7 separate regions of the Mus musculus genome follow, and all the other regions are linked to region 1. A link is a contact called in public Hi-C and promoter capture Hi-C data. All regions are on one chromosome and are shown on one strand. Each heading gives the region's core, a stretch centred on a gene start, on an enhancer-like site or on the middle of the called end of the contact. The rest is flanking DNA. Distances are from core to core; before and after follow the strand shown.

What was found. Promoter capture Hi-C pulls out the DNA fragments that hold promoters and counts their contacts. A called contact is a pair of places that touch in the nucleus more often than the background predicts. Capture Hi-C pulls out chosen DNA fragments and counts their contacts.
Region 2: a contact with region 1 is called in a Hi-C map of B cells, with 5 read pairs. The contact joins the promoter of Zfp260 here to the promoter of Shkbp1 in region 1. A contact is called at or near these places in 1 of 39 promoter capture datasets (liver), 1 of 484 Hi-C or Micro-C datasets (B cells) and 2 of 9 other capture datasets (adipose tissue and liver).
Region 3: a promoter capture Hi-C map of liver shows a contact between it and region 1, with 3 times the contacts expected there. The contact joins the promoter of Zfp14 here to the promoter of Shkbp1 in region 1. A contact is called at or near these places in 2 of 39 promoter capture datasets (both in liver) and 1 of 484 Hi-C or Micro-C datasets (B cells).
Region 4: a contact with region 1 is called in a promoter capture Hi-C map of liver, with 5 times the contacts expected there. The contact joins the promoter of Zfp383 here to the promoter of Shkbp1 in region 1. A contact is called at or near these places in 2 of 39 promoter capture datasets (liver and pre-B cells) and 1 of 9 other capture datasets (adipose tissue).
Region 5: a promoter capture Hi-C map of adipose tissue shows a contact between it and region 1, with 2.3 times the contacts expected there. The contact joins the promoter of Rps19 here to the promoter of Shkbp1 in region 1. A contact is called at or near these places in 4 of 39 promoter capture datasets (the C10 cell line, cranial neural crest, liver and 1 more), 2 of 115 datasets of contacts at active chromatin or transcription factors (large pre-B cells and stem cell-derived neural progenitor cells) and 2 of 9 other capture datasets (adipose tissue and liver).
Region 6: a contact with region 1 is called in a promoter capture Hi-C map of liver, with 3 times the contacts expected there. The contact joins the promoter of Rabac1 here to the promoter of Shkbp1 in region 1. A contact is called at or near these places in 4 of 39 promoter capture datasets (cranial neural crest, hippocampal neurons, liver and 1 more) and 1 of 9 other capture datasets (liver).
Region 7: a promoter capture Hi-C map of hippocampal neurons shows a contact between it and region 1, with 3 times the contacts expected there. The contact joins the promoter of Zfp526 here to the promoter of Shkbp1 in region 1. A contact is called at or near these places in 11 of 39 promoter capture datasets (the 3T3-L1 cell line, the C10 cell line, cranial neural crest and 7 more).

Annotation. Positions count from the first base shown.
Region 1 is chr7:27,353,945-27,357,846 of GRCm38.p6, reverse strand. It overlaps Shkbp1 (Sh3kbp1 binding protein 1), which reads left to right and starts at 1,839. Exons shown (of 18, transcript NM_138676.2): 1 at 1,839-1,976; 2 at 2,221-2,274; 3 at 2,401-2,446; 4 at 2,560-2,633; 5 at 3,063-3,121; 6 at 3,395-3,475. The coding sequence starts at 1,891. It overlaps Sptbn4 (spectrin beta, non-erythrocytic 4), which reads left to right. Exons shown (of 36, transcript NM_032610.2): 36 at 397-1,464. The coding sequence ends at 555.
Region 2 is chr7:30,093,015-30,096,916 of GRCm38.p6, reverse strand. It overlaps Zfp260 (zinc finger protein 260), which reads right to left and starts at 1,841. Exons shown (of 3, transcript NM_011981.4): 1 at 1,706-1,841.
Region 3 is chr7:30,049,621-30,053,522 of GRCm38.p6, reverse strand. Zfp14 (zinc finger protein 14) reads left to right here and starts at 2,127. Exons shown (of 5, transcript NM_178733.5): 1 at 2,127-2,178.
Region 4 is chr7:29,906,804-29,910,705 of GRCm38.p6, reverse strand. Zfp383 (zinc finger protein 383) reads right to left here and starts at 2,189. Exons shown (of 5, transcript NM_001243908.1): 1 at 2,055-2,189; 2 at 459-523. The coding sequence starts at 2,061.
Region 5 is chr7:24,882,825-24,886,726 of GRCm38.p6, reverse strand. Rps19 (ribosomal protein S19) reads right to left here and starts at 2,135. Exons shown (of 6, transcript NM_001360119.1): 1 at 2,060-2,135; 2 at 1,521-1,591; 3 at 1,175-1,275. The coding sequence starts at 1,591.
Region 6 is chr7:24,970,782-24,974,683 of GRCm38.p6, reverse strand. It overlaps Rabac1 (Rab acceptor 1 (prenylated)), which reads left to right and starts at 1,956. Exons shown (of 5, transcript NM_010261.2): 1 at 1,956-2,157; 2 at 2,370-2,582; 3 at 2,826-2,923. The coding sequence starts at 2,102.
Region 7 is chr7:25,219,485-25,223,386 of GRCm38.p6, reverse strand. It overlaps Zfp526 (zinc finger protein 526), which reads right to left and starts at 1,962. Exons shown (of 3, transcript NM_175436.5): 1 at 1,883-1,962. Dedd2 (death effector domain-containing DNA binding protein 2) reads left to right here and starts at 3,528. Exons shown (of 5, transcript NM_207677.3): 1 at 3,528-3,623.

The sequences.
Region 1 (3,902 bases), core at 590-3,089:
GCACTCACTGTTCATTAGGCTCCAGCATACCTTTGTTTACCCGGTCCTCTTGCGGTTCCAAAATGACTTATCTCAAGGCTTTTGTAAAGAGGAAGTAAGTTGGACCAATGAGCAAGAGGCCTGGTGTCAGGTCTCTGCAAGCTCCCCCCCCCCCCCAGTACTTCATTTGCATTGTTTCTCTCTGCTTGTGGAGGTGGTCTCTGCTTTATAGATAATCCTATTGGTTCTGTTTAAGGGGGTGCATCCACAGAAGTGCTTAGAGAGGAGTCTGGGGCATGTAACTGTTCTTTTATCCTTACTGTCAGCATTATCCTGCTAACAGGAAAGTGAAGCTAGGGAGGGCGGTGTGGTTGAGTTCCTCTTCCAAATATGGACTTGTCCTGCGTCTTCCGTCAGGAGGAGATGAACGGCTGGCTGGAGGCTGTGGCTAACTCCGTGGCAGAACACGCCGAGATCGCCCGATGGGGTCAGACACTACCTACCACATCATCCACAGATGAGGGCAACCCCAAGCGTGAGGGCGGGGAGCGTAGGGCCAGCGGGCGCCGGAAGTGATTCCAGGTACCCTTTCCCCCACCTTGGAGTCTGACAAGTCTCCTTGCCCCTCCTCTCTGCACTGTGGACACAAAGACAACTTCTCATCCGCAAGGGCCGGAATGACTGCGGATGTGCCACTGTGGGCCTGAAATAGAAGGGACTTCTGCACTCCAAGAGGTGGTGGTAGGGGATTGCTGTCCCTATAGCCATATCTCGGTCCCTTCCCGCTCGCCAACCCCACCCCAGGTGCTGGGGCTCCATTCTTTTTATGCAATAACTGAGCTTGGTGGGGCCGGGCAGGGAGCCAGTTGAGCCAAGCTCCCTGCCCAATCGTCAGATCCTGCCCCAAGAAGCTGGAGTGGCGAGGGATCTAGGAGGTGGTGATTTGTTGGCCTCCTCTCCGCCCTAAGGATGGACAACGGGGGCGCTGGTGAGGTCCCCTGGACCATCCAGGGTGCTAGGGGGTGGGGAGGGGACACACTCCCTCCCTGCCTTTACCTCACTTCCAATGCTGCCTTGATCTGTCTGGGAAGAGGGAGGACAGGGGCCCTTAGCCCCTGTACTCCGCCATCTCAGAGCCATGCGGTTAATTCCTGACTTAGTTTATTTTTGCAAAAACGTAGACCCCCCCTCCTTCCCCCCGCCCCGCATCCGCGAAGGCTTTTAATAGGAGGGGAGTCAAAGTTCAAAACTGTCTTCCTCTCTCCTCCCCGATTCTAGCTGTAAATGCCACTTCCCGAGGGGGAGGGGGTGGGAAAGCCCTCCCCCTGCATGCTTCTGGCTGGAGCACCTCCCTGGGACGGAGGGAATCAGGGTTACAGGCAACCCCCGTGGCTGCTTGGAGACGCTGCCAAGGCAGGGGGTGCGGGGCGGTGTGGCAGGCGCACACTGTATGTACCTATAATAAACCCTTTGGCTTTGACAGTCTTCGCTGGTTTGTTCGTGTATCCGAGACAGGATTGGAGGGTGGGCCGGTGTGGGGACGAGGTCGAGAAGGCAGTCTCCTAGACTCTACAAATACCTAAGCCTTGGTATAGGCTCATTTCAAGATCTGCGCACGTACTCCTCAACGAATCGCCTACATTCGTTATGTATTATACCAAAATAAGGGAACCTAGAAAAGGGGGGGGGGAGTTACTAAATCACTCCAAAGGATCCCCAAGTGCGCCCCGTCGAAACCAGGAAAGACCGGCCCTCTTTAAAGAGTCAGAGACCGTAATTGCGTTGAGCGAGCTCTCTGTCCAATCGCCGGTGGATCCTGGAGTCTCTAGGCCAATGAGCAAGAGGAAGAGGCGGGGTCTATGCACACCCGGAAGTGGGTGCGAGCCGGCCGGCTTGCGGGGGGGTGGGGCTATGGCCGTCGCGACGACTGCAGTGGAGGGGGTCCCGAGTCGGGGAGCACCCGGGGAAGTGATTCATCTGAACGTAGGGGGCAAGCGGTGAGTGTGGGAGATCCTCGAGGCCCCATCCTACGGGACCGAGGCGGGATGCCCGCCTCTTCTGGGGGTGGGGGTGGTAGTCCCTGTCCATCAAGAATTGCTCCGCCTCAAGCTGGAGGCTTGGCGCTTGAATAAAAAAGAAAGAAAGAAAGAAAGAAATGCCAAAGGAGAATGCATGAATCTCAGTGGAGGAGGCAGCGTCCTCACCTCTTCTTCTCTTTCCTCTCCTTACCCCATCGCCCAGGTTCAGTACCTCTCGCCAGACGCTTACCTGGATCCCAGACTCCTTCTTTTCCAGGTGATTAGGAGAGTCTGGGGCGAGGGTAGGAGGGAATGAAAGAAGAGGGTGTGGGGAGACCCATTTCTACAATACTCACCTCTGCAACTCGGCCCATGTCTCCTCCTCGGTTTCCCCTTCCTGTAGTCTTTTGAGCGGACGCATCTCAACCCTGAAAGATGAGACCGGAGCTGTGAGTAGGGCTAGATCAAAAAACGGGACTCCGGGTGGGATGGGGGACAGGAGCTCCTACTTATTCCAGGTCTTTTCCATGACCCCCACCTCCATCCCCACCCCACCATGCAGATCTTCATCGACCGGGACCCCACCGTCTTTGCCCCCATCCTTAATTTCCTGCGGACCAAAGAGTTAGATCCCAGGTTGGTATGGGTAAATGGGTGAATTCTGCCACTGTATAAAATCTCTCCTCGAAAAGTAAATGTGTTCCATTCTATTAGAATTATTGATCATGTTATATTCCTTCCATTAAAATATGCCCACACATTTGCACCATTCTTCATCCTTGTTATCTAGATTTTAAAGAAAGTATGTATTTGTTTGTTGGCTTGAGATAAGGCCTTGCTCTGTAGCCCTGGCTGTCTAGAACTCCATCCAGATCAGGCCAGTCTTTATCTCCCATGTCTTGGATTGGCAGGTGTACCCCACCCTCAACCTCCCTAGAATTTTACGCCGGTTGAAACTAGCCAGGCTTCGGTAGTCTCTGGGCAGTTTCAATACCTTTCTCCTTGCAATGTGCTGTTCATGCCTATGCCCTAGATTTTTACACCCAAATCTCCCCTATTACCCAGGGGTGTCCATGGTTCCAGCCTCCTCCATGAAGCCCAATTCTACGGACTCACTCCACTGGGTAAGTGAGAGTCCCGTGCCGTGCCCCACCCCCACCCCAACCCCGCCCCCAGTCAGCACCCTCAGTTATTTCCTGAGCAGAATGCCTCTCCTCTTTGACTCTCCCAGTCAAAAAGACTGTTGGGTTAGAGCTAAGAGCACCGGATTTGGGTCTGGCTCTGAAGGGGTCGGGGTTGCGGGGGAGGGGATAGTTACGTGGAAAGACAGATGAGGAAGGGGACAAGGGTCTGCTTTAGTTTCCCTCAAGATGAAGTTTTGAGTCCTTCCCTTGCAGTTCGTCGCCTGCAGGTGAGGGAAGAGTTGGATCGATCTTCCTGCGGAAATGTCCTCTTCAATGGTTATCTACCTCCTCCAGGTGAGCACTCCCAATTGATGCTAGGGAGAGGGAGATTGGCTTAAAGACTACATTTCCCATAAAGCTTCAACCCTTAGGTGTTTGGAGCCCTGAGGTGCACTGGGAGTTGTAGTTCTTTATCAGATGCTTGGAAAGGAAATAGGAAGCAGCATTTTTCCTTGAAGCTGTGCAACAGCCAGTTCTCTTTAGAGTTCAGAAGCATGCACGGGAGCTTGATGGGAGTTGTAGTCTGAGTTTTCTTAAGTTTCACCCCATTCTTCAGAAAAATAAATAAATAAATAAATTTAAACTTTATCATGCTAGCTTCATTGGATGCTACTTTTTGAGGGTGGAGGTTCTATGATACGGAGTCTCTCTCATAGCCCTGGTTGTCCTGGAACTCACTATATAGACCAGGCTGGCCTTGAACTCATAGGGATCCTCCTTC
Region 2 (3,902 bases), core at 592-3,091, 2.7 Mb before region 1:
CATCCGTAACAAGATCTGACTCCCTCTTCTGGAGTGTCTGAAGACAGCTACAGTGTACTTACATATAATAAATAAATAAATCTTTAAAAAAAAAAAAAAAAAAAAAAGAATTTATTAAAAAAAAATTTTTTTTTGGATTTTTTTTTCAAGACAGGGTTTCTCTGTGTAGTCCTGGCTGTCCAGGAACTCACTCTGTAAACCAGGCTGGCTTCGAACTCAGAAATTCGCCTGCCTCTGCCTCCCAAGTGCTGGGATTAAAGGTGTGTGCCACCATGCCCGGCTTAAAAATAAATTCTTTAATGGAAAAAAAAAAAAAGAAAATAAAGAAAAGAAAAAAGAAAAGAAAAACATGTTTTAAAAAGATGTGTGACAAGCTAGGCAAGGTGGCGCACACCTTTAATCCCAGCACTCAGGAGGCAGACGCAGTTGGAACATCCTAGTTTGGAGCAGCTTAATCTATAGAGCGAATTCCAAAACAGTTAGGGCCACACTGAGACTACCCTGACTCAGAAGGAAGGAAGGAAGGAAGGAAGGAAGGAAGGAAGGAAGGAAGGAAGGAAGGAAGGAGGGAGAAATGAAAGCAAAACGATGATGAGCCAGCTATAACAGCGCATGCCTTTAGTCCCAGCACTTGGGAAGCCTATCTCGAGAGTTCCAGGACAAGCAGGACTATGAACGCAGACCATTTTTTGTTGTTTGTCATGTTTTAAAGACTGACCAAAAACTACTCAGAAGAAAATCTGTATGTTAACAAAAGCTACTTGGTATGGATAAATCTGGACAAATTAGGAGTCTTAATTTGGAGCTGAAGGGATTGCTCAGTGGATAAGAACACTGGCTGTTCTTCCAAAGGACTCTAGTTCAACTCCCTGTACCCACATGCCAGCTCACAACTGTCTATAATTCCAGTTCCAGGGGATCCAATGTCTTCTTTTGGCCTCTGCAGGTTCCACGTACACATATATTCAGGCAACACACACACACACACACACACACACACACGAGCCCTGTCCTTTGACAAATCAGAGTGCTAAATTAAATAGCTTTCTTGACCTCTCTGTGCTAAAGGGGGGACAATTAATTACCTTACTGATTCAATCCCATCTGCAGCAGTGAAAAGTACATTCTAAGGGCTAGTCCGTAAATTTGGGACTACTCAAAACTAGCTCATCTGGTTTTTCCAAGTAGCAAGTTAATGCCTACAGATGTGTAGGCATCCAATAACGAGTTATTGGAAATCTTTGTTACAAAGAATATTTTTCAAAGGAACGTTGGTTTCATTTTTTTACTGTAGACTTGTTTTGATTTTTAAAAACCAGGTTTAAAACTACTCACTCAATTATCTTTTTCCCTTTCCTGTTTTCCAGAAGAAAAAAAAACACCTCGTTTTTATTTTTAAAATAAATGCGACATGTATTAGAAAACCACCCCTGTATTTTTACAAACTTGAAACCAGTTTCTCGCTCACTCGAAACAAACCAAAACACACCCTTACACGTATGCTCACCCCGCCCGCAAACCCACCCCGGTTTCTGATCTCCCCAGCCCCCATCCACCCAAGTTCTCAGCTCCACCATCACAGTAGGCGTTTTCGCCCCTTCAGGCATCCTCGCCCGGGCAGGTGGGTAAACCCTCCCCCACAGCTCCTTTGCCTTTACTCAGTCTGGGAAAATCCCGGTCCTACAGACCCCGAAATCAAACTCACCCAGACAAAGGCGACGATGGCGAGCCACGAAGCCTGCGCCTGCGCACTCCTTCAGTGAGCTAGCACTCCCAGAGGTCTCTGCCCACCAGGGCTCTGAACTAGAGGATCTTTTTCCATTCTAGTCTCTCTCTTTCGCTCTCTTTTTAACTGTGAACTACATTTCCCAGAAGTCTCAGGGGTTCTAGTTAATTTCCCCTCCACTCTCCCGAGAACTTTTCCCAGTGGATAAGTAGTAAAAGGTTGGAACTCAGATACTACCACTTTTACACTGTGTTACCGCAAAGGACAATGGTGTGCCAAGGTGTGTAATGAGTGCAGCTTAAACTCACAGAATAGGCTTTTCCTTGCCTCCAGGGCGAGATTCCCAGTAAGGCGCAATCCTCTGGGTTTTACGGGAGAGGACGCCATCTTGGCCACCGTGGCGCACTGCTGAACTACATTTCCCAGAAGGCATCTCAGGCTGATAGTTGGCAGCTCTGCAGAGAGTTGTATCAGACTCTGGTGTTAAGGAAGCGATTGCTACAGTATCACAAACTGAAGCCAGGCTGGAATTGAGACTGATAATTGGGTTCAGACTAAACAATCAGGAAAATGAACTATTGTGAAATTGTAATTTTTGTAGCCGTATGTCCTAGGGTTGTGACAGTGTGTAACAATGTGGAAAGCAGTATGCAGGTGAGTTGTGGGGTCCTGTGGGAGGTTTGTTAATGCGTTACCTGAGTGTTAGGTCCCAAAACTGGGGCAAATGGCTGAGATGCCTGTTAACATATCAAAGCAGCTGATGGCCTGGTGAAGGTGTTACAGCTCTAAAGGGAAAGCTATCCTACAGTTGGGAGCCAAGGAATACCACAAAGTCACACCCTACAGCAAACCTCGGGAGAGATGTATTAGGAAAGCCTCAAGAAGTTGGGTGCCTTTGCTTGGGAGAGAATCAACAAAGAACAGAACAGGAGGCAGGCATTATATAGGGTTTGGGGGGAAAGGAGGCGGGGCTTCCAGGGCGGCCTGGGATTCTTCCCCCCGCCCCCGCCCTTTTTTCCTCTATAGAGTGGATCTTGTCTGTATCTCAAGGGGCTGGAAACAGCCTTCTCAGTGGTAGAACAGTCTAGAAGGCTGGCCCTGAATACTCTTGCACATCAAGGGACTGGGCCAGGCCATTAGATTAGTATAGAGGTGGGGCCTGGCTACCTGTGCTTGTCCTGGGCTACCCTGCCTCCTACCCTGAAATCTCCCACCAGAGTTGGGCTGTCCCTTCCCCAGCTTCTCTTCCCTATATAATCTAGCCCGTTTGACCTCTTGTCCACCATGCTTGGTTTTCTGCTCTCCTGACCTCTAGGCTTCTGCCTCTCTCCTTATCAAACAGCCCAGTGTGAAACCAAAAAGGTGCCACCGTGAACTGTGAGCTAAATTCTTGATCCTGGAATATATGACTGTCCTTATGGCTTACCAATATGTCTTACCAGATACCTTCCCAGGTACCCTTTTACATGATACATTCCCACACCCACCCCACACACAGCCTTGAGCCCAGCCCCCCCTTCTGTCCAGATTTTTAACAGCCAGTTATAGCTACAGCTTTATTTATTTATTTATTTATTTATTTAATTGTATGTGAGTACATTGTTGCTCTCTTCAGACATACCGGAAGAGGACATCAGATCCCATTACAGATGGTTGTGAGTTGCTGGGAATTGAATTCAGGAATTCTGGAAGAGCAGTCGGTGCTCTTAACTGCTAAGCCATCTCTCCAGCTCTCTACACCTATTTTCTATCAACCCTAACCCTTCCCCATAAAAGGGACTCCAAGAGCCAATAAGAAGCAGCTCTCTGAAACCCTGACTTCAGGAGAGGCAGCCTACTTGCGGGCTTAGATTTTTTTTTTTTTCAAAACCTACTTTATTTAGGGTTCTTAAACACTTCAACTTCCCTTCTAATCCACCGACCAGAAGCAAGGGAGAAAGGTTAATAGGAAAAGGGAGTCACAGACCCATTTAGAAGTAGTTTCTCGGGGCAATCCCACTCTTCCTTGTCAGGATTCCAGCAGTCCAGGCCAATAGCAAACACCAAAAATGAATCAGTAGTGGCGGCAAGATCCAGCAGAAACTGCAACTGGCCCAAATCAGAGGGAGCAGCCAGGAGCAGCCGGAATACCACGAGAAGTTCTTTGGTGCATTTCTCTCGACAAAGTGAAGACCAG
Region 3 (3,902 bases), core at 878-3,377, 2.7 Mb before region 1:
AAGACTGAGATTTTAGGCTTGTACAGCTATGCTGAACCTAATATGTATTCTAATATTTTCCTGATTAATAGTGAGTTGAATGTCTTTACATATCTACTCTATGACCAAACAAGATAACTTGCTACTTCATGTGTTGCTGTGTTTCTCTTTTATCTCATTCTGTTTTTGAGATAGGGTCTCACTATAGCTAAGGCTAGGTTCAAATTATTGGTAATCTTCTTGCATCAGTTCTCAGGTATTGGAATTACAGGTGGGAGCTACTGTTCCAAGCAACATGTTCCTTTATAAAAGAAAATCATAAGGCCAAACATGGTGGCTCACGATTTTAATCTCAGCACTTGAGAGACAGAGGCAGGTAGATCTCTGAGTTTGAAGCTAGCGTGGCCTTCAGAGAGAGTTCCAGGGCAACCAGGGCTACACAGAGAAATCCTGTCTCAAAAATTTAATTTAAAAAAGGAAAGAAAAGAAATCTATACCAGATATGTAATGTTCTTTTTTTTAAAAGATTTTTATTTTACATGTATGAATATTTGACTACATACAAGTGTGCACTACATCCACCCCTTTATTTATTGTTCTTTTTTTTTTTTTTAATATGTAAGTACACTGTAGCTGTCTTCAGACACTCCAGAAGAAGGAGTCAGATCTCATTGTGAGTGGTTGTGAGCCACCATGTGGTTGCTGGGATTTGAACTCCGGACCTTCGGAAGAGCAGTCGGGTGCTCTTACCCACTGAGCCATCTCACCAGCCCTCTGCAACTGAAGTTACAGACACTTGGGAACCATCATATGTGTTGTGTCTGCAAGAGCGCAAGGGTTCTCAATCACTAAGCCATCTCACCAGCCTCTCAATTGTCACGTTCCTAAAACTAACGTCCCAACGCTGGGAATGTTGACGGATGCCTGTAATAACAGCGCTCTGGAAAGAAACAAGAGGATCGATGAGGATCTTTCAACATCCCCAGCACCTATTACAGAGACATCCTGGCTGATATACCTTGCCCCCCACTATCCCAAACTCTGTAGCCCAGGCCTGGGCTTCCCATCTCCCAGCTTCTGTGATTCCTGTATAACCCAGTCATTTTGGGCACAAGGTCCTTTTGTTACCTCTTGCCCGCTGCACTTGGCCTCTTGGCTTCTAGCCTGTCCTACACCCCACCCCCTCCCCTCACATGGCCCCATTTAGTCCGGCAGTCATGGCCACCCTGGTTACTTTCAGACGCCCCTGCCAGTGCTCTCTCTTAGATCTCAATCCCTTGGGAGCAGTCATGTCCTCCTTTTTTTTTTTTTTTTTTCCATTCATCTTGAATTTGCAGTCTGCATGCTTCAGTCTCCTGAAGACCGGATGAGGCCTGGCACAAACACAAGAAAATGTTAGAGCAGTGGTTCTCAACCTCCCTAAAGCTGCGACCCATTAATACAGTTCCTCATGTTGTGGTGATCCACAAGCTATATAATTATTTTCGGTACTACTTTATAACTGTAATTTTGCTACTGTTAGGAATCCTAATGTAAATATCTGTGTTTTCTGATGGTCTTAGGTGGTCCCTGTGAAAGGTCATTTGACCCCCAAGGGGGGGGGGGATCTCGACCAACAGGTTGAGAACCACTGTGATAGAAGAAAGCATAATTATCTTTCCAGTCTTAGAGGTCTTGGCTTCATCTCCAGTTTGCAAAACAAAACCTAAGGCCAATACCAACGACTAGACCAATATACACAACGGCTAGAAGGGACAGTGGGAGAAAGCAGAGGCAGCGGGAACTCCAAGGAGCCTGAGCAACCTTTCCCTGGGTAGATGTGGGACTGCACCTTTGGAGAATGTATTTTACTGAGTTCCCTGATCATGCCTACACCCTCGCTGGGGTGAGAATATGCTTATCTCACATATTAAGCATGTGATAATGTGATGATGGTGTTCTCAGCCCTGGTAGGGCAACGACACAACCCCCAGCCCAGTGAGCTAGGTTTGGGGTGGGGATTTGGGGGCAGAGGGCAGCGGAATCTCCTAGCCCTTCCAGCTGGTCCAAGATCACACCCAGAGGCCTCCACCCATCACAGCCCCGAGCACGCTTGCGCACTCCGCTGCGTTGGCCCAGTCTTTCCCACCATGGACTACATTTCCCACAGGCCTCTGCGCAGCATCCTTCCGGCTGCTTAGCGCCGGTCCGCTCTGAGAGGTGAGTTGGTCCCTTGCACTGAGGAAATTGTCGCGGGGGCAGCGTAGGTTTGTCTTTAGTTGGCTTGAGAGACTTGGAGTCGGTGACGCTGAGTGGACACCGCGTACCCCGTTGCATCCTCCGTCTTCCCGCTGCAGAGCCCAGAGGCCCAGCATGGCTCTGAGTTCTGTGTGTGAACCTCAGAGTGAGGGCCCTCCGTACAAAAAGACAGCGCAGCTGCCACCGCAGGGCTGCTTTGTACGCGCTCCCTCCCCGCCAGGCAGCCCCGGTGGCCGTCGCCTGTCAAACCTGCCCCTCCGGTGGCGGCCAGTGTCCTCTCCATCCGCGGCGCTCCATTTCCAGTAGGTTATGTGTGTGGAAGGGCTGGTCGCGAGGGGTGTGTCCCCAGGCTACCAAGCCCGCACCTTCCCGGTTTGACCTTTTCCCCAGACTTGTTCATTTTAGGGAAGGCGAGGGAATAAAAGCAGGAAACGATTGTTGTTGCATACATAGAGACCCAACATTACTGCGGAAAAAAAAATAGCCTAACTTTCTTCTTTCTCGTTGTCCTATGAAGTGTACTCCTTGTTTTTCCAGGCATGGGGACATTTACTCCTCATTACTGTGAAAGTGAAAATGAAGTTAGCTTGGAAAGAAGCAGCGGTTTGGTGTTATCTTGGTCAGGGTAGAGGAGACAGATTCATGCAGACTGATAGTAAGCATCACTCAGAGATTATGTCTCTGATTAAATGCGGGTCCAGGCCCTCTTTGTGTGGTTACAAATGTCTTTTGTATTTTTTCTTTTTTATGTGTGTGTGTGTGTGTGTGTGTGTGTGTGTATTTGTGTGTATACACATACCAGCAGAAGCCAGGAGAAGGTGTCTGATTCCCAGGAACTGGAGTTATAGACGGTCGTGAAACACCATGTGAGTACGGGGAATCACACTTGCATCCTCTGCTAGAGCAGCCACTGCTCCTAGCAGTACAGCTGTTTCCAGCCTCACAGGTTTTAAATTTTTAACATGTTCGTTTTTTACGTATGTGAGTGTTTCTGTCTGCTTTTCTTTCTGTGCACCACTGAGTGTGACTGCGCCTGAGGAGCCCTGAAGAGGGCATCGGATTCTCTGGAACTGGAGTTACAGCAGTCACGTAGGTGCTGAGAGTGTAACCCGCTGATCCATCTCTGCATTCCAGGCTGCAGCTTTCTTATCCACGAAGCCTGCTTTGCTAGTTCGTTTTTAATTACTGTGGAAGATTCCTTTGCTAAACCACGCTTCTTACCAGAATAGCACGTTTTGTTCTTGTTTTAAACAATTTGTACCTATACTGACCAGGAATTCACTGTAACCCATGTGATCTCAAATTTGTGGGTGATCCTCCTGCCTCAGCCTCCAGGCTGCAATGTGTGCCACTGTGCCCAGCCAGAATAACACTTAATCTTCAATCAATCTCTGTCTCTTTTAATCCCATTTTAGCAACAGCAGCCAGGTCTAAACCCCTAAATTACCAAGCTCTTCAAAGCCTTTTGCCCGGGGGCGGGGGTGGGGTGGGGTTGGGGGGCTGGCAGGGTACCTCACTGGTAGAGAGCTAGTCTAGCTTAGAGCAAGTGTGGGCTAGGCATGGGGAGCTTACAAAAGGGCCTTTTCACTTGTATCTCACCCATCACATTCTAGTTGCTCCTGCGCCCTTCCCATCCTCAGCGCATCAATCAAGATTTGGTAGGTAGCAGGACATCGACTTTTGCT
Region 4 (3,902 bases), core at 940-3,439, 2.6 Mb before region 1:
CAATTGGAAGAACCGGGTCACTTGATAAGTCTGTGTTAAGACATGGAGACAGCTACATAGTTTAAAGCTGTTGTTAAGTTTTGCTGGGACAGTGTCTCAGCTACTAACTTATCCTGACCTCCGCCATTCTGTTTCTCCAAGTGGTTCTTGCTAGCTGCTTCTATCTGTCCTGGGGGCCTTCTGATTCCATCTTTGTCTGCTGGCAACATTGCCAGCCTGGAAGTCCCACCCCCTTAATTCCTGCCAACTGCTCTTTATTATGCAAAAAGTCACATTCCTTATTCTACTAGCAGGCTGGGGAAAGTCGCCTTACTTTTAAAGGGAGGCATGGAAGTGACATTTACATGTCCTACTAGCCAGTTGTCACCAGCTCCAAATAATTGAAAAACAAGAACACACTTTTTTATAGCCAGAAAATACAGTATTTGTGGGTCATCCCAACAGAAACCCCAGTGTACCTTATTTTTGGCGTGGTCCACCGCCATTCCTCTTTTCTCCACTGGGTACCTCTGGAGGAGTGGAGCTGGGGGAAAAAATGAGTCATGAAGTCCTAAGTCTTTTAATAAAAGGCCACCCTGGATCCATACCTGTCACCCAGGGAGAAGTCTAGGTTCTCATGATAATGTCTAGAGTCAGAGAAGGAATGTAGCCTATGTTGTCCAATACTGGAATCTGTTCTTATCTCACTGGGGGTCTCTTAGGACAGAAAATTGGAGTCACTTGGGCAGTCAGAGGCACACCAAATCTACAAACCCACAGCTGCTGTCAGTCACCCACCATGGAACCACATATATCCTCACAAGCACACCCTACCCAAATGACAGCACAACAATGTATGGTTGGATAGTCACAGTCACACATCCATCCTGAGGATGAAATCACAACCACATTTATAGAACCCTTAAATACAACACCACATAAAACCACAGTGCTACAAACGGGCACAACAGGAGACTCACGGCGGAGTCACACAACAGTTATAATCACTTCCAGTTGCCCTCATGAAATTTTACACAATCAATACACAATACACATTCAACAGAACATAACAGCCCCTAAGACACACATACTGTCAGCTTGACAATTACATGCCATCTTCCAATTGTAGTGAGAATTCTGGAATTTTGGTTTCATTAAAAACCACAGGAATAATAAAAAAAAATTGAAAAAAAAACCCACAGAAATATTCTGAGAGTATGTCTCTGCTTTAATTCCAGGTGCGTGTGGGGTGCGTGTGGGAATATGGGGCTACCTCAAAGCAGCTCATTTACCTGTGCTCTAGCATAGGTATGGGTTTGCCAGTGGCAGATAGTTTCTGCAACTGTGTGGCATTTGAAATTTTGAGGACTTTTCAGAGGATACATAAATGCTAGGGTCCAGACAAGCAGGATTGGATTGGTGGTTGTTCAGGGAGTATGGTAAGGTTTGTTAGCAGTCATGATCAAAGAAGAAACAAATTAGAGTCAAGGATCTCTCTCTCTTTTTCTCTCTCTCCCCCATCTATTTTTCTTTCGCTCCTATCTAGCAGGAGGGTGGTGTTGTGTGTGTGTGTGTGGGGGGGGGGGGGGGGTATAAAGGGTCGGTGAATAAAGGAACCCACAAAGTAACAAAGATCAGCTACATCCAACCATGCTCATGGTATCACATAAAGTTACATAATCACACTCAAACATCCTCACAGTCACAGGTACCCAATACACATAGTATACAAACATACAGACAGTCCCCCTCTGATTAACACTCTTGGAAGCATAATTACTGGCTATCTGATATATCCCTCATACACAGGTGCTATACCGTTACACACAATAGGTCCAAACACATTGGGACACAATCACACACACTGCCACAAAGTTATTAATCACATATAATAAAGAAAACGTGCATACGTACACACACAGCTCTGCGCATGTTCACAGGTCATTGACACACCCACCAAAGAATCCTAAAAATCACAGCCACGCACTCACTGCGTCCTAGAGTCACTTAAGGTCACACTTAAACAGAGCCAAAGCCTCACTGCTGCTCATCCTGCTAGACCAGCTCCCACTGACCTGACATCTCAGATACTGACTGGTATTTCCCTTCAGACCCCAGGGCCGCAGCTTTGGAGCCTTAACAAGGGCCTATAGGCCGCTCGCCGTACACTTTCCCGTCCCCGGACGACGAGGGTCCCGCAGGCAAAAGAAGGGGCTGCCTAGCACTCGCGAACGCTTCTGGGAAATGTAGTCCGCGATTGGAACTGGCGGGGAAGATGGCATCCATTCTCGGATTTCCCGCCAGAGCACGGCCTGAGGCAGGCCGAGGAGCTCGTTCCGCATTTTCAATTTTGTGCGTGAAATTCCTAGACAGATATACAAACTCGGACAGAAACTCTTACAATGCATTGAGCCCCTTCCATGATAGGGGGCCAATCTCAGAGAATCACTGTATGTTTTTGGAGTAGGTTTGCACCGGAAGTTGTGTAGAGTCGCGTGTATTTCTGGGAAATGTAGTCTAAAAAAGGAACTGCGTGGCACTGGTCTCCTGGAACAAAGTTGTTGAAATGATTTCTGAGATACCACACCCTGAGTCTGGACATTTCTGGGCCTTGTAACTCACTGTAGGAATTTTCAGGATGACGACAGATTCTCCGTTTTACCCTTTTCTGTTGGCGAGGCTCAGCATAGGATTTATATGATCCATTTAGGTGGCATATAAAAAAAAAGAATGAATATTAGTTATTAAAATCTATCAGATTTAGGAAGAATTGTAAACGAGTGGTTGTTCCCGAATAGGTATAGGGTTCTGTTATAACGTAGTGAAAAAAATTCTCTTCGAATTTTTATTTATTTTGAGTCTGGGTCTCACTCTAGGCGGACTTGCAAGTCACTATGCAGACTTGGTTTGCACTAAACTCACGTAGATCAGTCTGTCTCTGTCTCACAAATGCTTGGACCAAAGGCAAGCTTCATCATACACTGGGTACACCGTTTTACTTTGGTGTTTATGGGACTCATTTCTATATAAATATTTCCTTTCTTAGCTGCACAATATTCTATTTTATGAGTTATGTGTATGAGTTTGTATATCTAGTCACACGTTTGTGGTTGTTACAGTAATCTCTAAATTAGTTGATTTTAATAAAGGAAATAGAAGCGTTTGTTTACAATTCTTCTCGCTCTCTCTCTGTCTTTTGAGACAGAGTGTAGCCCTTGGCTGTCCTGGAACTCACTCTGTGGACCAGGCTGGCCTCGAACTCAGAAATCTCTGCCTGCCTCTACCTCCCTAGTGCTGGGATTAAAGGAGTGTGCCACCATCGCTGGCTTGTTTTTCCTGTATTTGCCTGTAAAGGTCAGAAAGGGATGTTACATCACCTAGGGTTACAGACAGATTTGTGAGCTGGGAACAGAACTCCGGTCCTAGGCAGAGCAGTATAAGCAAGCATTGTTTGTTTGTTTGGTTTGGTTTTTTGAGACAGGGTTTCTCTTTATAGCCCTGGGTGTCCTAGAACTCACTTTGTAGACCAGGCTGGCCTCGAACTCAGAAATCCACCTGTCTCTGCCTCCCGAGTGTTGGGATTAAAGGCGTGCACCAGCACGCCCGGCCCTATTTCAGCTTGTAATGTCAGTCTTTTGAGCTTAATTAGATATTTAGAGGGTGAGCCATGGTATTAAATTAAGGCTTCATTTACACACTAAGGAGATTGCTATCCATTAATTATATTTTAATTTTACGTGCTTTTAATCACATGTTGGTGCCATCACGCCTAGCATTAAACTATTCTTTTTCTTACAGCTGCCTACTAGTTTACTTGAGGTGGTTAGAGTGGAGAATAACGGAAACGGATGGGCTTCACCCATGCATTCTTCTCTGTCCTTCCGACACCCTGACGTGAAGGGAGCTTCACGGCGGTATCTTCC
Region 5 (3,902 bases), core at 886-3,385, 2.5 Mb after region 1:
CGGCTACAATTTGGTAAGAGCCTGAGCTTTTTGATCAAACCAGACAGGAACCCATTAGACCCCAGAATGCTGGGGTCTTCCTGTAGCTCAGCCCAGCCCCCTCAGCATTGCCTTGGTCTCTCAAATTCTGGGAATACAAGCTCACACCAGCAGGTCTGGCCCCAAACTGCTTCTGCTCCAGAAGTGCTGGAATCAAAGGCAAAAGGCACCTGGCTCGATTCCATTTCTTGCTAACCCCATCCTGCTTGGGACACAGCTCAGTGTCTGGCGGGCCCTGGATATGGCAGCCTCCCCCCACAGCAGCTGTGGAAACTAGACAACCAACCCTGTCCACAGCAAGTACACCACTCTACCCAGAGAAACCCAACAGTCTTCCTCTCGCAACTCCACAGCCGCCCTAACCTACCACCTGAAGCACTGTCAACACCACTGCACGCTTGCTTCCAAGAGGGGGTGTGAGGTGCACACCTCAGCTAGGCCTCACCACCCTTCCCTACATCACCCTCCTTAAAAACGTGCTGGCAGGTGGAAGCACCGACCTTTTCCCACACTGTGGAATTGACCTTTTGGTTTTCAGAGGCTGTGTTGAGTCATGGTGGTCCCTGTGCCCATGCCAAAGCCTGAAACAAAGTGGATCCCGTGGACATTTAATATTAACTTATAAACTGCTTCACGGTCTTAAGCGAAGAGGAACTTACTTCCCACGACCAGGGGAATTCTCAGGCAGGGCCCCCCCCTAGCAAAGGCCTGGCCATGAACTGCAACCCTGGCACTACCCAGCAGAAAGAATCCTGCTCCCCTAAAGACTAGAGACAACAGGATGCACAAAGCACCCAGGCAGGATCCAGAGAGACCAGAGGGGCACCCCAAAGTTTTCTTTGGGCACCAGATCTGTAAGTTTCCTTTATAACAGGAGTGGCACTCCCGACCACTCAACCAAACAGGAGTTGACAGTTGTTCAAATCTAAATGCTATAACCGTGGACACAGAAAGCTGTTAAGACTCTCAAGTAAGCAAAATATGGACACTCATTTGCCCTCAGATTTCCTTTCTAGTTTAAAGCTACAGCTATTCAATAATGAGGTCTGTCTCCTGGTGTAGATGGGAGGGGAAGACAGGGTCCCTGCCTGGGGTCGCCCAGGTTCCCACTCCCAGCCAAAGCCTCAGTTCTTACCAGCTCGTGTGTAGAACCAGTTCTCATCATATGGGGCAAGCTCTTTATGTTTGGCCAGCTTGACTGTGTCCACCCATTCGGGGACTTTCAGCTTCCCGGACCTAGAACCAAGAGAATTGAGAAAAAGCACACTTCAAAAATTTCCAAAGATGACTTCAGATCTACTAACCTTTAGCAAGTTAACAAGGTTGGGGGAAAAAAAAAGCAAGAACGAACAGGTTAAAAAGGAAGCATGGTCACCGTAGGCCCAATTCAGAAAAGACCCCCAGCAAGTGGCCAGAGGGATTAATGACACATTGGGGTCACAGCGCACAGGGGTCAGGCCTCAGTTCCAACAAACACTTACTTTTTGAGGAAGGCTGCCAGAGCTCTGACGAACTCCTGCTGGTTAACGTCTTTTACAGTAACTCCGGGCATCTGAGGAAGGGACAAGCATGCCGAGGTCAGGCTTGGTGCAAACCCCTGACGTGGGTCCAGGTCAACACCAACCCTGCTCGTCGCCAGTCCACCCCAAAGCCTCAGCATCCACCCAGCCTCATGTCCCTGCAACTCGGCTCCTGCAGGTCCAACAGAGTTGCCGGGTGCACACGCCACGCGGATCGCAGCACCGCGGCGTGGTGACCGCGTGGGAGAGCCCTCCACACCCCGCTCCCTCAAGCCCACGTTCCGGGCGTCCCACTCACCCCTCCGCTGCCCACCTAACCCTCCGGGCTCCCGGATTGCGGCGATCAGGCATGTCCGGGCCTGCCGCTCGCACGTGGCCGCGGCTCCAGAGGGCGGAGCGACCCCGCGCCGGGCTTCCCGCGGTCCCGGCACGAGCTCTTGGGGCCAGAAAGCCCGGCCCCGTGGCCCCGCGCACAGCCGCGACCCAGAGCCCTCACTCACCGTGCGGCCTCCGCGCTGCCAGCCAGGGGAAAGGGAACGACGGGGTTTCCCGGGCGCACAAGTCGGGCGTCGAGTCTCGCGAGATTTCGGAGTGCTCGCGAGAGCGGCTAAACCAGAGGGCTCCGCCTTTCTGAGGGCGAATATGGCTTCATCTCCACCCAAAATGGGCGGGTCTGTAAGAGGAAGGGGTGGAGAAGCCAAGAGAAGGGACTCGGGAGGAGGATAAGGGATCTGGTTCCTCTTTCCGTTTCCTTGGGCGTGACCGGAGCGAGCTGGGGGAGTCGGCCTTCATTTGAGCCTTGTGTGTCTGGCGGGAACAAGGAGGCGGAAACTTTTGAGGGCGGAAGTGCGGGCGAAGTTGAGCGCGCACGAAAGGAAGGCGGGATTCAGCGCAAGACCCTGCTTCCTGGCCGGAAATGGGAATAGTTACGGGCGGAACCGTGACAGGCAATCCAGGGAAAAGGCACTATGACATGTGGCCACCACCACCTTTTGTGCTAGCATTAGCATTCGCGAGACCAAGAGATACACGGAAGCCCCACCCTTCTTTGGGCGGAAGTTGCTTCAGCTCCATTGACGCTCGCGGAGAGGAAAGAAGGCGTTGGGAGCGGGGAGGAGATTAGGGCGGGGACAAAGGGGTAGAGGCGGGCCCTTGGTGGAGGTTCAGCTCCGCCATCTAGTGCCGGAGTCTGGTTGTTCAGACCGTTAGTCTCCTCGTTTGCCTCTTCTGAGTCATCCAAGCTGACCTGTGCAACTTTATTATATCTGTACCTACCCACCCACCTACCTGCCTATCGTTTGTTGTTTTGAGACAGGATTATCATTAATTTATTTAGCCAAGACTGGCCTGGGACTTTTTATCTAAGGCTGGCTTTGAACTCATGATCCCCCAGCTTAATGCTACGGGAGTGTGTCACTACGCCAGGCTCTCAGTACCTCCCACTCCCACCCCGCAGCGCAGCGCATAAAATATTTGAGGTTGTGTTGCATCCAGACAAATATTATTTAAGATAGAAAAGAGAGGAGGGGCCGGGCGTGGTGGCGCACGCCTTTAATCCCAGCACTCAGGAGGCAGAGGCAGGCGGATTTCTGAGTTCGAGGCCAGCCTGGTCTACAGAGTGAGTTCCAGGACAGTCAGGGCTACACAGAGAAACCCTGTCTCGACCCCCCCCCCCCCAAAAAAAAAAAAGAAACGAGGGGCATTGTGATGGTTCGCTCACTAGGTAGAAGTTCTCCCATACGAGCCTGATTGACCTGATACGATTCTTTGAACCCATCACGGTATAAGAACTAACTACAGAGTTTTGTCCTCTGACTGCCACAGGTGCGTCTCAGAGAAGGGTGTATGTTCACATATCGCACCCTCTTTATACACATACTAAGACTTAAAATTAGAAAAAAATATTAAAAAGAAATGAATTATCAATACATAAGTGAAAAGTTAAGCCAGTTTGAGGGGCCGGAGAGACAGATGGCTCAGCAATTTCAGAAAATCTGACTTCAGTTCCAAACACCTACACTGGAGGGTCACAGTAGCTTGTACTTTCATCTCCAGAGGATGACATGTCCTCTTCTGGCTTCCTCGGGCACGTGCACTCATGTATGTACATATGCAGACACATACACACAAAAGTAAATTTAAAAAAACCTTAAACACTTAAATGGCCTGGGCATAGTGATGCACACCTACGGTCCTAACACTCAGGAGACACAGGCAGGAGGATTACAGCAAATTCGAGGTCAGATTGGTTTACATAATGAGTTCTAAGGCAGCCAAACCAGAACAGCACCAATACAAAAACCATGTATGCGACCAGTAAAGTGCACTTCTGGGGATGTCTGT
Region 6 (3,902 bases), core at 707-3,206, 2.4 Mb after region 1:
ACTACTTGCCTACAAAAGCTCTGGGTTTGTTCTGAGCCCTGCATAAATAAGGTGACAAGATGCCTGTGATCCTTTCGTTGTTATTGTTTGTTTGTTTGTTTCTTTTTAAGACAAGGTTTCACTGTGTAGCCTTAGCTGTCCTGAAGCTCACTTTGTAGACCACACTGGTCGTGAACTCACAGAGATCCAACTGCTTCTGCCTCCTGAGTACTGGGATTAAAGACATGTGCCACCAACCCCTGGCCACATCTGTGATCCTACAGAATTCTTGGACTAGGAACAAAAATCAGAAGTTCAAGATCATACTATCCTTGCCTACAGAGCCATGGTAGAGAAAGAAAAAATAATAAAGCTGGCCATTTTCTAGCGGTGACCACCTGTAATCCCACCAGGTGGGAGGCAGAGAGGGGAGGATCAGCCATTCAGGGTTGGAGCACTTGGGGCTCTTTGTACTGTGACCTCTGGTGATCTCAGGACAAGACGATCCTGGGAGGGAGGAGTTGCATGGGCCAAGACCTCTCCTGGGACACCCACATACTCTGCTTCAATCACCTAGCACCAGGAAGGAGCATCCGCTTTGACAGAGGGACTCAGCACAGGACAGAAGTGGGGGAGGCCCCTTGAAGTCATGCAGCCGGCATTATGATCAAGGTCTCGAGTTCCTGTTAATATCTTCTGGCTTTTTCCCAGTGCCACTTGCTCTGGGAAGCACAGGAAAGAGCTCAGAGCCAAGTCCCATCTCCCACAGCCTTCTCGGATGTCTCCTACTACCTACTGACTCAAAACCCATCTAACGTGAGCCTCCTCCCTCAGGAACCTGAAAGTACCCCCTGCCTCATCACATCTCTACCTCAGGGTCCTCGCTTCCACTGTCCCAAAGGACTCCTTTCCCAGCTTCCAGACACCTATCCTAAAAATCCCAGTATTCAAATTTCTTACATTCTTTGAATTAGTTTGCCACTTTCTGCAACAGTGTTGCCTCTGGATCCCACTGCCTTCTCCACTGCCTTCTCCCGAAGCCCCGACTCCCACCAGGGCAGCAGAGACTTGAGGGTCATGAAATAGAAAGAATTTGCTTAGTCCTCTTAAAGAAACTGAATTGGTTCCCATAGCAGTCAAACCCAGCTGACTTTTGCCGCCAAACTGGTTTCCAAGGTTCTCTGTCTTTTCCAGTACTCTGGCCTTGTGGTGTCCCTCTTTAGTCTTTAGGCTAACTGTACATTTGCAGTCCTCCACTGATCTGAAGCAATGCTGGACCCCAAGTGGGAAACCCAGACACAATTTCCTGCTGAGTGGCCCATACTGAAATCCCAACCCGGAGGAGTTCCGTTCCCAGCACCCATGATTTCTAGACAGCTCATAATTGCCTGTAACTCCAGTTCCAGGAGCTCTAAAACCCTCTTCTGGTGGCACACACGCATAAACATATAAAAGTAAATCTTTTCTTTTAAAATGCAAACATTTATTTTTAAATCATGTGTATCTGAGTGTGGGTATGTGCACATGAGTATGTCTGATTGGCTAGAGCTGGAGTTTCGGGCAGTTGTGAAGCACTGGGTGTGGATGCTGGGAACCAAGCTATGATCCTTTGAAAGAGAAACAAGTAAGCCATCTCTCCTGTCTCACTTTCAAAGTAAATACTTTTAGGAAAGAAAAAGTAAATGAACTCTTTCCCAGACTTGCCCAGTTAGAATCAGAATATCTGAGTTTTCGAACAATGTTTTATTAAGCTCTCTCGAGCCAGAACGACAGCTCTGCACGGTCCACGGAAGTACGTTTCTGCCATTCGAACTCCCACAAAATCCTCTGTCCTGACAGTCCACCTGCTGTAGTCCACGCTGAGCCTCCTGAAACTACAATTCCCACAATGCCTAGAGGCTCCCGACGAGCTCTTAGCATACATCTCCCAAGATGTCTTGCGAGGCAAACCTGCCTCTTGACGCCACGATGACTACAACACCCACAATGCTTGGAGGAACAACTACCGCCCTCTAGAGCTCCCAACGACGCCACTTCCAAAGAGTCCCGGCTGGGGTGGGGCCGCCTAGGTGCTGCTGGGCTCCGGGCTATTTACAGCGGTTCTATCCACTGCAGTGCAGACATGGCGGCCCAGAAGGACCAGCAGAAGGATGCCGAAGGGGAAGGGCTGAGCGCCACGTGAGCAAGCAGGGTGTTACCCCCAGATCCGAGATGCAGGAGTCCCTCATCTCCTCAGAGGTCCTGGGAGGGACTCAGTCCTGTTGGCTCCCTCTCAGGACCCTTCCTCCTAGGGGTTCAAGGTCATGCTTGGGACCAGGTGTGCTAGAATCTGGGGTCCAGATTCTACCCTCTCCCTCCCTTCAGCTGCTCTGCTCTGCCCTGCCCATTAGGACCCTGCTGCCCAAGCTGATTCCATCCGGCGCAGGCCGAGAGTGGCTGGAGCGGCGCCGGGCGACCATCCGGCCCTGGGGCACCTTCGTGGACCAGCAACGTTTCTCGCGACCCCGCAATGTGGGAGAGCTTTGCCAGCGCCTGGTACGCAACGTGGAGTATTATCAAAGCAACTACGTGTTCGTGTTTCTCGGCCTCATCCTGTACTGCGTGTGAGTGCCTCTGCGGCCCCGCCCTCGATAGTCAGACCCCGCCCCCGGCTGCCAGGCCCCGCCCAGACCAGTTAGCCCACTTTGTCACTACAGGACCCGGTCAGTCTGTACTCCTGCATTCACCTGACCAGGATGTGGCCTTCGCTGGCCTAGAAGGACGTAACCTCAGTCTGTGTCCAAAGCTAGAGGGGCCTGGCTGACGCAGCCTCGGATACCTAACTCCTGTCTCCCACACTCTTCCAGGGTGACATCTCCCATGCTGCTGGTGGCTCTGGCTGTCTTCTTTGGCGCCTGTTACATTCTCTATCTGCGCACGTTGCAGTCTAAGCTTGTACTCTTTGGTAAGAAATCTCCTGCCCAAATGGCTCCTCGGGCCTTTCTGATCGTGGTCTCACGGAATGCAAACTTCCGAATAGTTGGGACCCAAGACGGCCCCCACCGAGCTGTCCACTAGAGTCACTTAACTTGGTCTTTAAGGGCTTAGACCCACCAGGTGCTCCCCTCCAGTCTCAGCTTCCCAAACCCAGAGAGACCCCAAAGCCCTGGCACCTCTGTCTCTTGTAAATGACTTAATCCAATTCCACTCAACCCCCCCCCCCCCCCCCCACGGAACGCATCAGCTGCAGATACCCACACTGCACACCAGGTGGCGACCTCATGCAGGCCTAGATCCGTGTTCCTTCCCAAGTCTTGGCCCTGATGATTCTCAGAGGGGAAGGCTGAGATCTGTAAGTCCGGTGGCCCCAGACTGTCACCAGGACCACTGGAAAGAAAGGTGTCAGGGAAGACCCAATGAGGGGAATCCAAAAGTTTCCGAGGAGACTTAAAATAAGTCTTTCATAGCCCAGCAAGCTTAAGGACCAAACAAAGATAGGCTGTGGCAAAGAAATAGACTGAAGCAGGTCAGAACTTGGCTTCTGCAGGTAGTGGTCACTAGGACATACACACTTTTCAGGCATAGGAGAGCGTGGGGCGGGGGTGGAGGAAATTAATATATATGTACTAGGGTTTAAAGAGTGTGTTGCTATGCCCTAGCCTTAAAAAATGTGTAATGCGGGCCCTCTGGAAGAATACGTGCTTTTAACTCCTGAGTCACCTTCTCCAGCCCCCACAAACCAAATTCTCGCAAGGTGCATCAAAGAACACATCCTTAAAACCAGAAGCTGGCCTGTGCCTCTAATCCCAGCACTTGGGAAGCTAAAACAGGAGGATTGCTACAAGTTCAGGATAAGCCTAGCCGGGCGGTGGTGGCGCATGCCTTTGATCCCAGCACTCGGGAGGCAGAGGCAGGCGGATTTCTGAGTTTGAGGCCAGCCTGGT
Region 7 (3,902 bases), core at 713-3,212, 2.1 Mb after region 1:
GCTCTGGCGTCAAACTCAGGTCATCAGGCTCAGTGCCAATTGCTTTTACCCACTGAGCCACCTTATAGCCCTACCGCCACCATTTTTTGTCATTGTTTATGTTACTGTGTGCCTGCATGCATGAACACACGTCATGGCATACATGTAGCATACAGAGGACAACTTCATGGCATTCGGAGCCCATTCTTTCCTCCCAATGGTATATGGGTTCTGAGAATTGAACTGGGGTCATCAGGGCTGCAAGGCACACGCCTTTACCTCCTGGGCCAGCAAGATGGCCCGTTTTTGTTGTTGCTGTTGTTTGAGACAGATTTTCTCTGTGTGGCCCTGGACTGTCCTGGAACTCAGATCTGTAGACTGGGCTGGCCTTGAACTCACAGAGATTCACCAGCCTCTGCCTCCCAAGTGCTGGGGTTAGAGTTGTGCGCCGCCACTGCCTTGCTGGTTCTGTTTTGTAGAGACAGTCTATGTACAAAGGCTGGCCTTGACCTCACTCAGTATGTACACGGGGACGTCTGGTTCTCAGCCTTGTTTCTTCTGCCTCCCAAGTGCCATCGGCCACTTTCCTTACCTCTTTACTTGTGCTCATGCCAGGAGCATGGAGACTTTAGCTGGTAGCCCTGGCATACAGGCTGCTCATGTACTGCTCCCAGAGGGCAGGGATCTTAGCCTCTTCACCACCGAGGTGTTTCCAGTGCCAAGAAAGGTGCCCAGCACACAGTAAATACACAGACTCATTCAGTGACGAGTTAAGGCTCCCTATAGACGATGTCCTGGGACCTTAACCATCTCTGTGCACACTACATGTCTACCCATTTTATGCATTTCCATGATACATAGCCCAGTACAAGGCCCTGTTATTAGTTGATGACCAATAAACCATTTGCAGATAAATGACTTGCTAAATGCTCAGGAACCAAACTTTCCTTATCTACCAATTCCAAATACCCCATTAAGTGCGCTCTGTTTTGAAGCATCTCATCTTGTAACCCTGGCCTATCTGGAACTCACTATGTAGGGCAGACTGGCCTCAAACTCACAGAAATCTACCAGCTTCTCCCTCCCCAGTGCTGACATTGAAAGCGGGTGCCACTACACCTGCCTGGCTCCTCATTAAGTCCGAACCAGTCCATAAAGGATTTTCTTAGAAACAATCAAATGGGCTGGGGGTGGGGGAGGTTAGCATTCTGCCTTAGTTACAGCCTCACTGCCAAGACAGAACTCCCCTGGCTTGGATCAGAGCATGCTACATGGCTTGTAGCAGGTAAGGAGCGGATGCCCAAACTTTACAAAGTATGGATGAGCTCATACACAGAAAAACATGGTGCACAGGACCCAATCCTATGTGCTCTCTGAATTTCATCCAACTCAATCCTTCCAAAACTCACTTAACTTGCACACAATCCTAATAACACTGTCCTTCTAGAAAGTAGCACAGGTATCCCGAAATGGACACTTTTCCGCCTGCATTCTTTTCCCTCCCAGTCCTACACCGTGTCAGGGGGTAGGTGGAATTCAGCTAATACCTCTGTATACGGAAAGGAGATCTAAGCACCTACACCAGGGGCCTGAAAGTTCAACTTTCCCGCTACACTGCTTTTTTCCCTCCTACCAGATTCCTCTTCTCTGCAGCGTGAGAGCCCCCTGCAGGGGTGGGGTGTGCAAGCGAGCTCAAGCTGAGGCCAGCACAAGCAGGGGATCCAACGACGCCTCTAGGGCACACAGGAAGGAGCTGTCGATCATCCCGCGCTGCTCCAGCCCCAAGCGCAGGCCCCAAGGCTCTCCGACCCTGAGCGTACCCTTCCCTCTTCCTCCACTCTCTCCTTACACCCAGCGCTCTCTTCCCCGCCCGCCCTGCGGCGCCCTCACCCATCTCTCTTACCTCCAAGCAGCCCCTGCCGCTCTTGACACAGACCCTCCACTCCAGTAGTGTAGGACCCTTCACTATCCACGCCTCCCATTGGGCGGTGCTCTCAGGAGAGGCAGCCAATCAGAGCTGGTAGCGCAGGGCACGCGCCCTCGCGCCTGCGTGTTGGGAGTCAGGCGGGGCTCCGCGAGTTTCTCCACGCAGACACCAGTGCCCTGGAGGCGGTGTCCGGGACCAGGAGAGGCGCCTGCGCAGTTCTCCGGGGCCGCTCCTTTCCTGCTGTTTGAAAATTCAGCGGAGAAAAGTGTGCATCCTTATAGAGCGAGGTCGCACAAATGAACGTGGCGGTGCGAGACTTTGACAGGTGTTATCTCGTAGCAGAAGAGACTGAGCGTTTCTGACAGCGTAACTAAAAAGCCAGACACACTTGTACTTTTCCTGCGCCGCCTCAGTTTTTGCTTACGTGCAAAGTGGACTGGAATCGCATCTCCTGAAAGGTTGTTGAAGGCATTGAATTTTGTCATACACATAAAAATGTTCGGCTCGGGGCCTGATACACCGTAGTACTCACTATAGCCCACCCATCATAGAAGCTTTACCGTTTATAAATAGCTTTCCCCTTCCTCCCATTCTTTGTCTGATTCAATGATATTCACACAGAGAGCCCATACCGTGGACTCCACTGCCATCCGTTTCACAGGTGGAAAAGCTAAGGCCCAGAAAAGGGAAACAAACAGCCAGCATTGAGCCAGAGCCTCCCGCCCCTTAGGGAGACAATTCCGGGGGTGGAAACCAGTCCTAGAAGAGACCTGTCTTAGGCACGTGCTGGCCCTGACCTTGAGTCACCTAAGTGGGGGAGGAGGAGCGACCGTCACGCTCAAGGCCTCGTGTAGGGGACATGAAGACACCCTAGCCTCCACTTCTGTGACAGGATTGCTCTCATAGGTGCAGGTTAGGAGGGGCATCTGGGTGGCTCCAAGACTCAAGAGGGCTCAGAAGCGATTGTACAAAGGCTGTTCTAACCGTGGGTGTGGTGTCTATGATAGGAGGTGCTGATGGACGTCTTCGGAATGTGCTGCACACAGGGGGTGGCAAGGTCTATTGAGATTTGGGAAGAGGTATCATTCTGCTGCTTGCGACTGGAGAATTTATAAATTGGGGCTGGGGAGCTGTATGAGCAAGAATTTCCATGTAGGATCTGAGACAGCAGAGTTGAGTTGTAGGTTTCTGGTTGCCACCAGAATGGGGCATACTGTATTACAAGTCCTGATTATGAGCCTTGAGCGCTCCAGGGAGTCGGGACCCTCGTGACTGGTTTACTTTGCGCTGACAGCTGTTGGCACTGGTCATGTGGGTGTCTAGGACGTGATCAGGAGGAAGAGGTAGTCTGTGGGATGAGTAATTCCACCAGGTCGTGTCATAGGATTCAGGGGACACACACCGAGCCTGAAACCACCATCAAGAGCAAGACACAGCGAGGTTTTGCTCTTGCGCAAGCGCAGCAAGGGAGAGTCCGGACGCTTGGGTTAGGGGCGGATCTGGAGTCCTGGAAGGGGTGGAGCTTGAGGTCTGATTCTGCGCTTGCGCTGTAGGGGCGTGGCGGTCGCACCTGCGCGAGTTGGGCGAAAGAGGAGGAGCGAGGTGACGCAGGCGTAATAATAGAGAAGGTGCCAGAAAGATCCAAAACAAGTGGCTGCGGCCGTCGCCCAGAAGTCATCGGACGCTGGAATCTGGTGAGGATAAGAGAGGCCTAAAGGTGACTGGTGAAGGGTAGCTGGAACCACTTGGGTGCTCGGGTGAGGGCAGGATCGATCGCCCTTTCAGGGAGGGGGGGTCGGATTCAGACAGTACCACCTGTGTGGCGCTCAGGGTTGTCTTGGTCGGTCCCACTTGCAGGGGGCCGAGGGTCACTTTTGAAAGGTATCACTTGAGTGGGATGTTGGAGCTAGCAGGAAGGTACTAGTGGACAGAACCCGAGGGCTATGACCGGACATTTGCCATCCGAAGTCACCGGGCAGTGGACAAGGTGCCCTGC